Linked DNA regions of Mus musculus: regions 2 and 3 are each linked to region 1. The links are chromatin contacts, called in public Hi-C and HiChIP or PLAC-seq maps. All regions are on one chromosome and are shown on one strand. Each heading gives the region's core, a stretch centred on a gene start, on an enhancer-like site or on the middle of the called end of the contact. The rest is flanking DNA. Distances are from core to core; before and after follow the strand shown.

Region 1 (3,259 bases), core at 458-2,957:
TGCATTAGGTAAGCCAGAGGTTCATTATGAGTGCAACTCCATATTAATTGCTTAACCGAAATATTGCTCAGGTCAGAATAAAAGCACAGATACACACACACACACACACACACACACACACACACACACACACACAAAGTGAACTCAGATGATGTCATACATTTGAAATATATATTCACTCGTTTATGCATATATCTACACTGAGCTATATATATATGTACATGGATATATGTATGTGTCTGTGCACACACCCACACACACCATGGCTAAAGGCCAGTCGATTGTTGACTGACATCTAGAAATGACCCAATTTTAGAAGCAGATGAAGTACCATAGCAACTGTAGTAGGAGACGGGTTTAGGGGGGTTAATAGAAGCCACCGATAATCCTAATACCACATAAACATTTCTGGTCCTACAGTCTAGGCAAAACTGTATGCTTTTGAATTCCCACCAAAAGCTCACAGAGTTCTAGAAATAGTCAGCAAATTGAAAAACACAAATTTCAAAATACAGGCATCATGGCCCCTCTGGGGCACTGATATATGCTGTGCACAACTGGCGCTACAGGGCCAAAAACTAGACCAGTACTCTCACAGGTATCCCTTCCTGGAAGGCCACCCAGCAAGCCGCCCCTAGTGATAACCAGGCGGTGCTGGCAGGTGTCCACAGGCAGACTCAGGGGAGCTCTGGAGAAAAACCTGTGGGAGGAAAGGGAAAGGGTCGAGCATTTAGGAAAGGCAGTGGCTCAAGCCCTTGGTGCTCCGGTGTGGTCACCAATCCCGCCCAGGACCCGAATTAGCTCCGGAGCTGTCCGGAAAGATCTGCATTATGCCAGGGCGCTGGGCCAACTCACCTCAACGAAATAAAAACAGGGCAGGAGGGTGACGCTGTCCTTGATCACTTTGCCCTTTGGCCTCTCCTTCGCCGACATCCCGGCCGCCTGCCGGGCTCCAAGTCCTCCCCCGGGCGAGGTGTGCACCGTGCGGCCACCGAGGCGAGCTGCCTGCTCCAGCCGCAAGCGCCCGGCGCCGCTGATGTCACATTCCCCGCGGGCACCGCTGGAACCAGCGCGCTGCATGCAGCGCCCCCGCCTTTTCCCCGCCCCTCTTTGCAGTAACCCCGCGGATCCCCGAGCCCGAGCCCGCAGGTCTTCTTCAGCCTGGCTTTAGTCCGTGTTTTGCGGGCAAGGGATAGCAGCTCCCTCTCCAAGCTGTTGCTGAGATGGCTTCCCCTCCCTGCCACTCTCCCTGGGCTCTCTCTCCACCGCCCAAGCCGTGAGGCTCCTCTGCTGGCTGGTTGAGCTTGACGTCAAAAATAGGGAAGAGTGGGGGGAAGCACTCCTGGTTTCTGTAGAAGCAAGGCTGAGGAGCCAAGTCACCTGGTCTCACAAGGTCCCCTACCTGGGGTTCCTCTTGCCTTCCTAGAAAACAGAAGCCTGTTTTCTAATGGTAGCACCGTTATCCGCCCTATCCATAGCAAAAGAGACCTCCTACCTGTGCAAAATTAAAACTCGGACTTCATAAGGACAAGTAGGCCACAGAAGGAATTCACTGGGAGCTGGCTGCTACCCAAGCGTGACAGCCCTGCCTGCTGATCTCTAGGGAGGTAACTCCCAGGGAAGCACCTAGAAAAAGCTCCAATCAGCTGGGGAACAGAGTGAAAATTTCCTGCATCTGAAGAGAAAGGGTAAATGGGGCATCATCGCTGGCCCCAAAGCTCAGGAAATATTCTAACCACATTCTTATTCCCTAGTGCACTGTGGGAATCACAGCCGTAACTATGGAAGCATGACTCCAAACACTGGAGTCTAAGCCCAAGCCCTGGTTGTCAGGGTCCGTGGTTGCTCTCACATTTATGATTCTTTTCGCAAACCATCAGTGTCAAGTGCTACAGCAGAAGCACTCAAGGGACACAAAGCAACACATGGGGATATCACCCACTTCTGTCCCTATCTGTTCTAGGTCATTTCTTGCTCTTCCAAAGTTTCCCTGTCAATCACACGACTTTGAATCCCCAGCCTACTTTTCAGCTGGCTTTTTCCATTGCTGCTCCAGTGGGGTTTTGGCAAGCTAGATGCCATATTCATAACATTCACATTTTACTACCCATGCGGCATCTTGCCTCTACTCCTTCTGCCAAGATTAGGTTTCAGAGTCCTGCAGTGCAATTGCTCATGTACCATACTATTCAGTGAAACTCTACCCCAGGTAAATAAGATGTTTATCTGAACAGCTAAATACAGTAGAATAAAACCACAACACGTGACCTTGGGACCATGGCTTAAGTCCCCCCACCTTCCAAACCTAGTGTGTCCTTCTTAGCTGGTCTTGGTTCCATACATATCTTCTCCTAACTTCTCAAAAGCCACACAACCATCTAGCTTTATCTTACTCAGAGAATAGAAGCTATAGAAAAAGACTATATTATCCCATATTATTATTCAAAACAGAGTACTCACCCTCCCTCCCCCCCCCCCCCCACCGCGGGTCACTACCATGTCTTGTTTTGATTGGCAGGAAAAAAAAAAGAGTCCTTACAAATTTTAAGCCATGCCTTACCCCTCACACAGTAGCCCAAAGGTACTTCTGAAAAGCAATTACTGATTTCATTTCTCTGGTTAACCCTTCTAGAAGCTTCCCACTATGTGTAACCCTCACCCCCACCCCCACCTCTTTATTTTACCTGGAATCCTGATGGACATTCTACCTGATGAACTGCACTAGTTTTTCTGATTCTGATGGTGAGGGGACCCAAAACCTTTGTACTTACTATGTCTCTCTGTTGATGAACGCAGTTCTATCAACATTGCACAGTTAATCACTAACATACTTCATGACTCTGCTCAAAATTTAGAAACTCTGTCAAATTTTTCTTGACATACTAAGTAATGGTCACAAATCAAATCTTCAGTTCCCTCCTCTACCTCCTCTGCCTCCTTCTTCTTTTCTTCTTCCTCTTTCCTCCCCCTCCCCTTTCTCCTTCCTTATCCCCCTACTTCTCCTTCTCCTCCTCTCCCTCTTCCCCACTTCCTTTCCCCCTCCTCCCTTCCTCCTCTTCTCCCTCTCTCCTCTTCCTCCTCCTCCCATTTTAAAGGTTTATCCTTTTACTTATATGAGTGCTTTGTCTGTATATATGCTACATACCACACAATGTTATTGGACCCTATATAGATAGTTGTAAGCTACCATGTGATTGCTGAGAAACTGAACTTAGGCTCTCTAGAAGAGCAGAGCAGGCAATGCTTTGAACTGCTTAGC
Region 2 (3,156 bases), core at 359-2,858, 51 kb before region 1:
TAGGGAAAATGAGCTTAATTGCTTACATAGTTTGGTACCAATTTTACACTATAGAATAAGGGTAACATTGTATAGGCTTAGGAAAGAAATGATATTTTGGAGTCTGTAAGGAGGTACAAGCTGCACATCTTTGAATCCAAAGCTTGGGATGCAGAGGTAAAGTTTAGAGATTCAAGGGCCAACTACAACATGGCAAATTTGAAGCTAGCTCAGGGCTACAAGAAACTGTCTCAATACCATCTTCCTGCCACCAAAAATATGTAATTTACAAGCAAAACATATGTTAAACATATATTTCTATAAGAGAAATAATTTCTGATCAAATCAGTTAGCATATGTTGTTATGTTTTTGGTGAGAATTAGGGTTATTTTGAGAACTCTATCAAGTAATGAAATTTGTTACAAAGATTACTATTTCTTAACTGAATAAATTAAAATTACAGAGAAATTACCTCACTGAATCCACAGTTTCATTTGTTATTCTGCACCATAATATATAGACTTTTATGCCTTTGTTACATTGTGTAAGAGTATGTTTTATGTGTGTGAATTTCCTAAGTATCTAAAATATTTTAACTATACACTATCTTATCTAGATCACAAATACTAAACTGTTTATACTATTCATAGAGTTTAAAATCAGAATTCCTAGTTCTTCTGAGGGCTGAAGTAGAAAGGACTTAAATCTTTCTCTTTGGATTGGAGATGACCATTTTCTTTCTGTGTTTTCCACATCATCATCCCCTGAGATATATCTGTGTCCAAATTTTTCATCATTAAACTGTACTAGGCCTCTCTGTAACTCATGTAAATTTACTGTCTTTGCAAAAACTGTCTCCACATATTGTCATATTCTGAAGGTTAAGTCCTCAGCATGTGACCCTTGAAGACACAAAATTCATTTCATAAGAGCTGTTACCAAAATAGCAAACAACACAATATACGGTCAGGATGCTGTGGTTAAAATACATTTTTGGGGGGTTTAAAACAGCAAGGTTGTGAACACATAGGGGCTTGCAGCTGAGTATGAGATAGCTAAACTAAGAAAGAGGAAGGGCAGAGCCCTGAGCATACACAGAAGGTCTTGGCAGGCTCTAGCCTGCTGCTGTGTAATCTTCCCCTACTGCAACCCAGGAACATGTGCAAGGCACTGTTATCCAACCCCCCAGTAAAATCTCAACTTTATGGGTTGTACCTTTATACACATTCTTGAAACCAATTGCAACAATGAATTATGTGTGAGATTGGCTTCCAATAAGGCTTCTGCCTATTCCAGGAAGGAATTCACCCCAAAAGGCTTCAAAGGTTGGCAAAGAGTGGAGAAATGCTGGCCCAAGACTTCTACATCAAGTCCCAGGGACAGTTTCTTGCTGTTGCTGCTAGGCTCGGTGGGCACTTCACTCTGTTGCATGTCCTTCCTTTCCACTTCCCCTTTCTCATCTACTGAAACATCTACTGGTTCACCCACTACCTGCGCCTCAGTTTGAGTCTTCTCCTTTAGTGTATGAGCCACCACTTCTGCAGTTGGGGTTGAAGGGGGTTCAAGAGGAATCTTCTCTCTTCATTCATATCAAGGCAGAGTGGGAAAACCCGTTCATCTCTCTCCCAAGGTGGGGGCTTACTAGATATGCTGCTCTTCTTCCTCCACTATCTGGAGATAACAGCAGCCATTCAACAATACTCAAGTTCACCTTTTTTTTTTTTTTTTTTTTTTTTTTTTTTTTTTTAGAGCATAGCGATTTGCCGCAATATGGCTGCCACTGTGCTGTCCTCTGGCTCCTGGACTGCTAACACTGTTCACACTCCTGTAACTCATCTCTTCAGTTAAATCTTGCATAGATATCATTCATATCCTGATGACACCCTGACTGAATGCACCTGTTCCACCAAACACCTTTAAAATCTATTGGTTTTTTATTTTAGGTTATGTAGATAGTTAAGGGCATCCCCATGTCTGTTCGTCTTGAGTAGATTATTTATACCCAGGTAAAAGTCTATATTAGATTCAGAAGTTTATCTTTGAAAATTGATTTCTGGAAAATTCTGTTAAATTCTAAGTTGAGTTTTCAGTGATATATATATATATATATATATATATATATATATATGCCTTTCTTAATTCCATGTTATCCAGCAATAGTGGAGATTCTGCCCTGGTTGTAGTCACTGGATTAAAGGATAACTTATGATATATTTTCCTAAAACAAGAAGACTAATGAAATTGAAGAGATAATCACATTTGAATATTAAAATGAAATTGCCTTGATTCTATTATTATATAAAAATAGTACCACTTGAGGAGGAGCATGGCCGCACATGCTTTTAATCCCAATTCTTAGGAGGTAGAGGTAGGCAGATTTCTGAGTTCAAGGCCAGCCTGGTCTACAGAGTAAGTTCCAGGACAGCCTGGGAGAAACTTGTTTTGAAGAGCAAACAAACAAGCAAAACCTTTGTCAGCTGAGAGCCAAATTCCTACCTTTTGGGTTCTAAGAGCCAAACCATTCTAAGAGAGGGCAACAGTTTCCGTTCTTTGTGAATCTTATCCATACAAAATGAGCTTTTTTCTTTCCTTATCTCTTACTTCTCTACTCATTCATGAGCTTCCAGGTGTGAAACGGTATCTTATTTATGGTATAACAGTTGGTTGAAAACTGATGATCCCAGGACTGAAGGGGAAGACTAGGGCATATGTCTAATGAGTTTTAGCTCCATTGTGGTGTTAAGGCAATAGAATTTGTGAATGTTTTCCATAAAAATGTAGAATGCAGTTGGGAGGAGAGCTGGTGACTCTGACATGGGTCATTTATAGAGTGAGTTGTGTGAGGTGGCGATGGACCAACTAGAGTGCACTCCTCACCTGGAGTTTAACAGAGGGTGTGGCTGAGATTTGGAGAATGTGGAATTCCAGCAAGTAGGGAGACATTTCCATGACAATGAGAAATAATAACAAGGATTAACCTACTCTAGGATGAGACCTCAGTGTTTCCCTGCAGCCCACTGAAGTAGCAGGTGCTGCCTTACAAAAGATATTGTGAGAGTTCAAAAGAATAGCAAGCCTCCCAGTGTCTTCCAGATTCAGTATGATGATGCATGCATGAATTCATAGATACTGTGGGAGATTGTGCAAGGCTCAGGTTCAAGCCGGATGGGGACCCA
Region 3 (3,116 bases), core at 305-2,804, 52 kb after region 1:
CTTTTGCTGAGACCAAGCTTCAGGTTTTTCCTTTTCCAGTATGAGACTAGCTGAGAAAGTTGAATTTCTTAAGGTCCATTGTTTCAATTGTCCTTGAGCCAAAGGGAGGGACACACACGTTTCTTTCAATATCTCCATTTCTGCCAGGATGTTACACTGTCCCAGGGTCCCTTCCTTTCTGCTTGTTTCTTTTTTGTTTATTTTTCTCCCTCTGTTATTATAAATGAACTCTAACAAAAGCATTTTCAGCTCTAAAGAATGAAGAAGCTTCGTTGTCTGATCGTTATATAAAATAACCACAAATAATTTTTCTGACAATGAACCCTTTGTGTCAAGATGAGCAAGGCGAAAATGAGGCTACTTTCCTTAAAAAGCTGAACGTGACATCTTAGACTGCAATGCATGGCCCCACATTCGTTCTCAGTGCTAGCCCAGTATGCCTTCATTCCTAATTTTGTACCACCACTGATCCTGGATTTTCACATACCATGCCATTCAGCACTCTTTACGAAATAAATGATCATTCATCTTTGCTTCTCTCTGTTTAGAAAAGTAAAAACAAAACAAAACACAACAACAACAACAAAACCACCACCACCACTAACAACAAAAGACCTTCCTCCAAGATTTGACTTTATATGAATTTGTTCCCATCACTCAACATATTTATGTTCCGACTTTTATTTTTATTATTAAACTTCTCTTTCTGTTCTTTTATTCCTTTCCCCTAAGATGCTTATTTCTTCCTGCCCTGCCATCCTTCTTTTCACTTGCCCCCTTTTCTATATTTTTCTTTTATTCCATAGCCCAACCTTCTACCCTTTCTCCTTCCTCCTGTCATTCCTCTTCTTGTCCAGAAAAGGGTTGCCAGGCCTTGTCACTCATCCTCAAAGCCCAGAGACAATTAGTCATTGGAGAAAGAAAGTGGATACTTTCTGGCCTCTTTCTGCAAAGATTGCTTCTCAGTCCTTGCTCTGTCCTCACCCCCTCCTACCATGCCCCTTTTCCCATTTAAATATTGATGCCCCTCACTGGCTGCCTACTAAAGTAACCCTGTCTGGCACTCTGCAGAGGCAAGAGGAGCTGCAGCCTGGCGGCAGGTAAGAGACGTTAGGCATATTCTCCTCTTGTTACCTGCTCTTCTGTCGTTCCCAGGCTCCAAGTTTGCCAAGGACTGAAAACCCCATGTGCGTATCAGTAGATTTGCTGCCCTGAAAGAAGCTCCACTTCCCTTCAGCTGCCAACTTTCTGGTGCTGTATCAACAGCTACTCTGAAGCAAAAGGAAAAGGCAGCCCGGTTTCTTCAAGTGGGACAATGGCTAAAGGCACAGTGGAAATTCTAGTTACTCACAGCTCAGTGGTTTTGTGCTGAGGACAAAAGAGTGGTTTGGGTCTTCCTCAGTTGTGTAGTCTCAGCTTATCCAGAGAGGCTGTACATGTAGCTACCTTGTGCAGTGGTCTGCACACTTTACTCTGGGAAGTGGACAAGTGGCTACCTTGTCCACTGGTCTGATGGTTCCAGAATCAAGACTGTAGTTTCTGAATGTCAGTGTCACAGCAAGAGTTCCCAGAGACTGATGAAGCTTCTGAGTGCTCCAGCGTGTACCACTTAATTATGTGCCCTGTGTAATTTCAGAACAGTTCTATTTTTAGAGAGACTTTATTTTTAAAAAGCTTATATTTTAGAGTAGGAGGAGATGCAAATCATTTTAGGCCTTGTAATGAGCCTTAAAATGCCACTCCACAGAGCTGTAAAATTGGTCTGCACTTCAAATGGGTCACATTTAGATCAAGATGACAGTAATGGCAGGGTTTAAAAATGTGAGATGCCATGCATGTTTGAGTGGATAGGTCTGATATGTGGTGTGTGTGTGTGTGTGTGTGTGTGTGTGTGTGTGTGTGTGTGTGTCTTATGTAGAGGTAGTTGCTTATTACTAGTTAAAGAAGTCAAGGACATTTAGGACATCTTATAGCAATTCAGACTAGATGCAAATGTTTAACAAGGTCAGGTTGCATGTGACATATATTCCCCAAATGGGGAAGATACAAGAATTAAAACGTGAGCAGTAGCAGAAAGCTGGCAGGAAGGGTGTGACACTGACTGTGCTGTCAGCCTTGAAATAGCATCTGGGAAGAGCCTTAGTATGTGCATGGATTTCTTCTGTGTGAACATGAGCTCTGTCTGTGTGTCTGTGTGGGCCTGAGTGTGTTGGGTAGAGGAGAGACAAACAGGCTACTGGAGGAGAACCAATGTCTCTTAAGAGCACAACTCCTAGCTTCCCTGCTTTGATTACGGTCTAAAGAATTTTTAATTTGTGTTTTTATTTTTTATCTTTAATACTTTTATTTGTCTCTTGAAATTTTATAAATGTGGACAATGTCTTGATCAAATTCACCTTCTTTTTCCCTTTCCTACTTTTACTAGGCACCTTCTAATACATCTGTCTCAATTTCATAAACTCGAAATTTATGTGTTTGTGTGTGTGTGTGTGTGTGTGTGTGTGTGTGTGTACATATGCAATAGACATTTACATTGATTCCACTGAGTCCAGTTAGTGCTGCCCACATGATCATGGATATAGGGCCATCAATGGGGCATAGACAATCTATCATTACCACACCCTTAAGGATAAACAACTCACTCTCCCTCACCAACAATCAATGACCAATAGCTTCTCAGTTCCAGACAGGACTTCGGGAGCCCCTCTCCTGTCAGTGTTGGAATTTAAATGTCTTAATCTTGTGCCAGTCTTATCCAGGTAAGCATAACTTCTGATAGTTCATGTGTGTAAAAGCTATGTCATTTCTAGAAGCCGGAGTTCCCATGTCATCCTCTGAATTTCACATTCTTTTTACTTTTTCTTCTTTCTTTCTTTCTTTCTTTCTTTCTTTCTTTCTTTCTTTCTTTCTTTCTTTCTTTCTTTCTTTCTTTCTTCTTTTTCCTTCCTCCTCCTCCTCCTCCTCCTCCTCCTCCTCCTCTTCCTCCTCTTCCTCCTCCTCCTCCTCCTCCTCCTCCTCCTCCTCCTCCTCCTCCTCCTCCTCCTCCTCCTCCTCTTCTTCTTCTTCTTCTTCTTCTTCTTCTTCTTCTTCTTCTTCTTCTTCTTCTTCTTCTTCTT

Evidence for each region. A called contact is a pair of places that touch in the nucleus more often than the background predicts. HiChIP or PLAC-seq counts read pairs in DNA pulled down with a chosen protein or histone mark.
Region 2: a contact with region 1 is called in an H3K27ac HiChIP or PLAC-seq map of microglia, with 5 times the contacts expected there. The contact joins the enhancer-like site here to the promoter of Plppr4 in region 1. A contact is called at or near these places in 2 of 39 promoter capture datasets (cranial neural crest and hippocampal neurons), 3 of 484 Hi-C or Micro-C datasets (cortical neurons, embryonic stem cells and nephron progenitors), 2 of 115 datasets of contacts at active chromatin or transcription factors (embryonic forebrain and microglia) and 2 of 9 other capture datasets (adipose tissue and pancreatic islet).
Region 3: a Hi-C map of cortical neurons shows a contact between it and region 1, with 2.4 times the contacts expected there. The contact joins the enhancer-like site here to the promoter of Plppr4 in region 1. A contact is called at or near these places in 3 of 39 promoter capture datasets (hippocampal neurons, macrophages and stem cell-derived epiblast-like cells), 7 of 484 Hi-C or Micro-C datasets (Sertoli cells, cerebellar granule neurons, cortical neurons and 2 more), 3 of 115 datasets of contacts at active chromatin or transcription factors (SST interneurons, embryonic forebrain and forebrain) and 3 of 9 other capture datasets (adipose tissue, liver and pancreatic islet).

The regions. Positions count from the first base shown.
Region 1 is chr3:117,359,169-117,362,427 of GRCm38.p6, forward strand. It overlaps Plppr4 (phospholipid phosphatase related 4), which reads right to left and starts at 1,708. Exons shown (of 7, transcript NM_177664.5): 1 at 856-1,708. The coding sequence starts at 1,080.
Region 2 is chr3:117,308,028-117,311,183 of GRCm38.p6, forward strand. No RefSeq gene overlaps it. Among named protein-coding and RNA genes, the nearest start is that of Gm40130, 46 kb to the left of the region's middle. Within about 2 kb of position 1,609, at least 8 of the 459 cell types and tissues checked have an H3K27ac peak or open chromatin away from gene starts, as enhancers often do. A contact at or near this core is called in microglia, where this site is marked.
Region 3 is chr3:117,411,762-117,414,877 of GRCm38.p6, forward strand. No RefSeq gene overlaps it. Among named protein-coding and RNA genes, the nearest start is that of Plppr4, 52 kb to the left of the region's middle. Within about 2 kb of position 1,555, at least 11 of the 459 cell types and tissues checked have an H3K27ac peak or open chromatin away from gene starts, as enhancers often do. A contact at or near this core is called in cortical neurons, where this site is marked.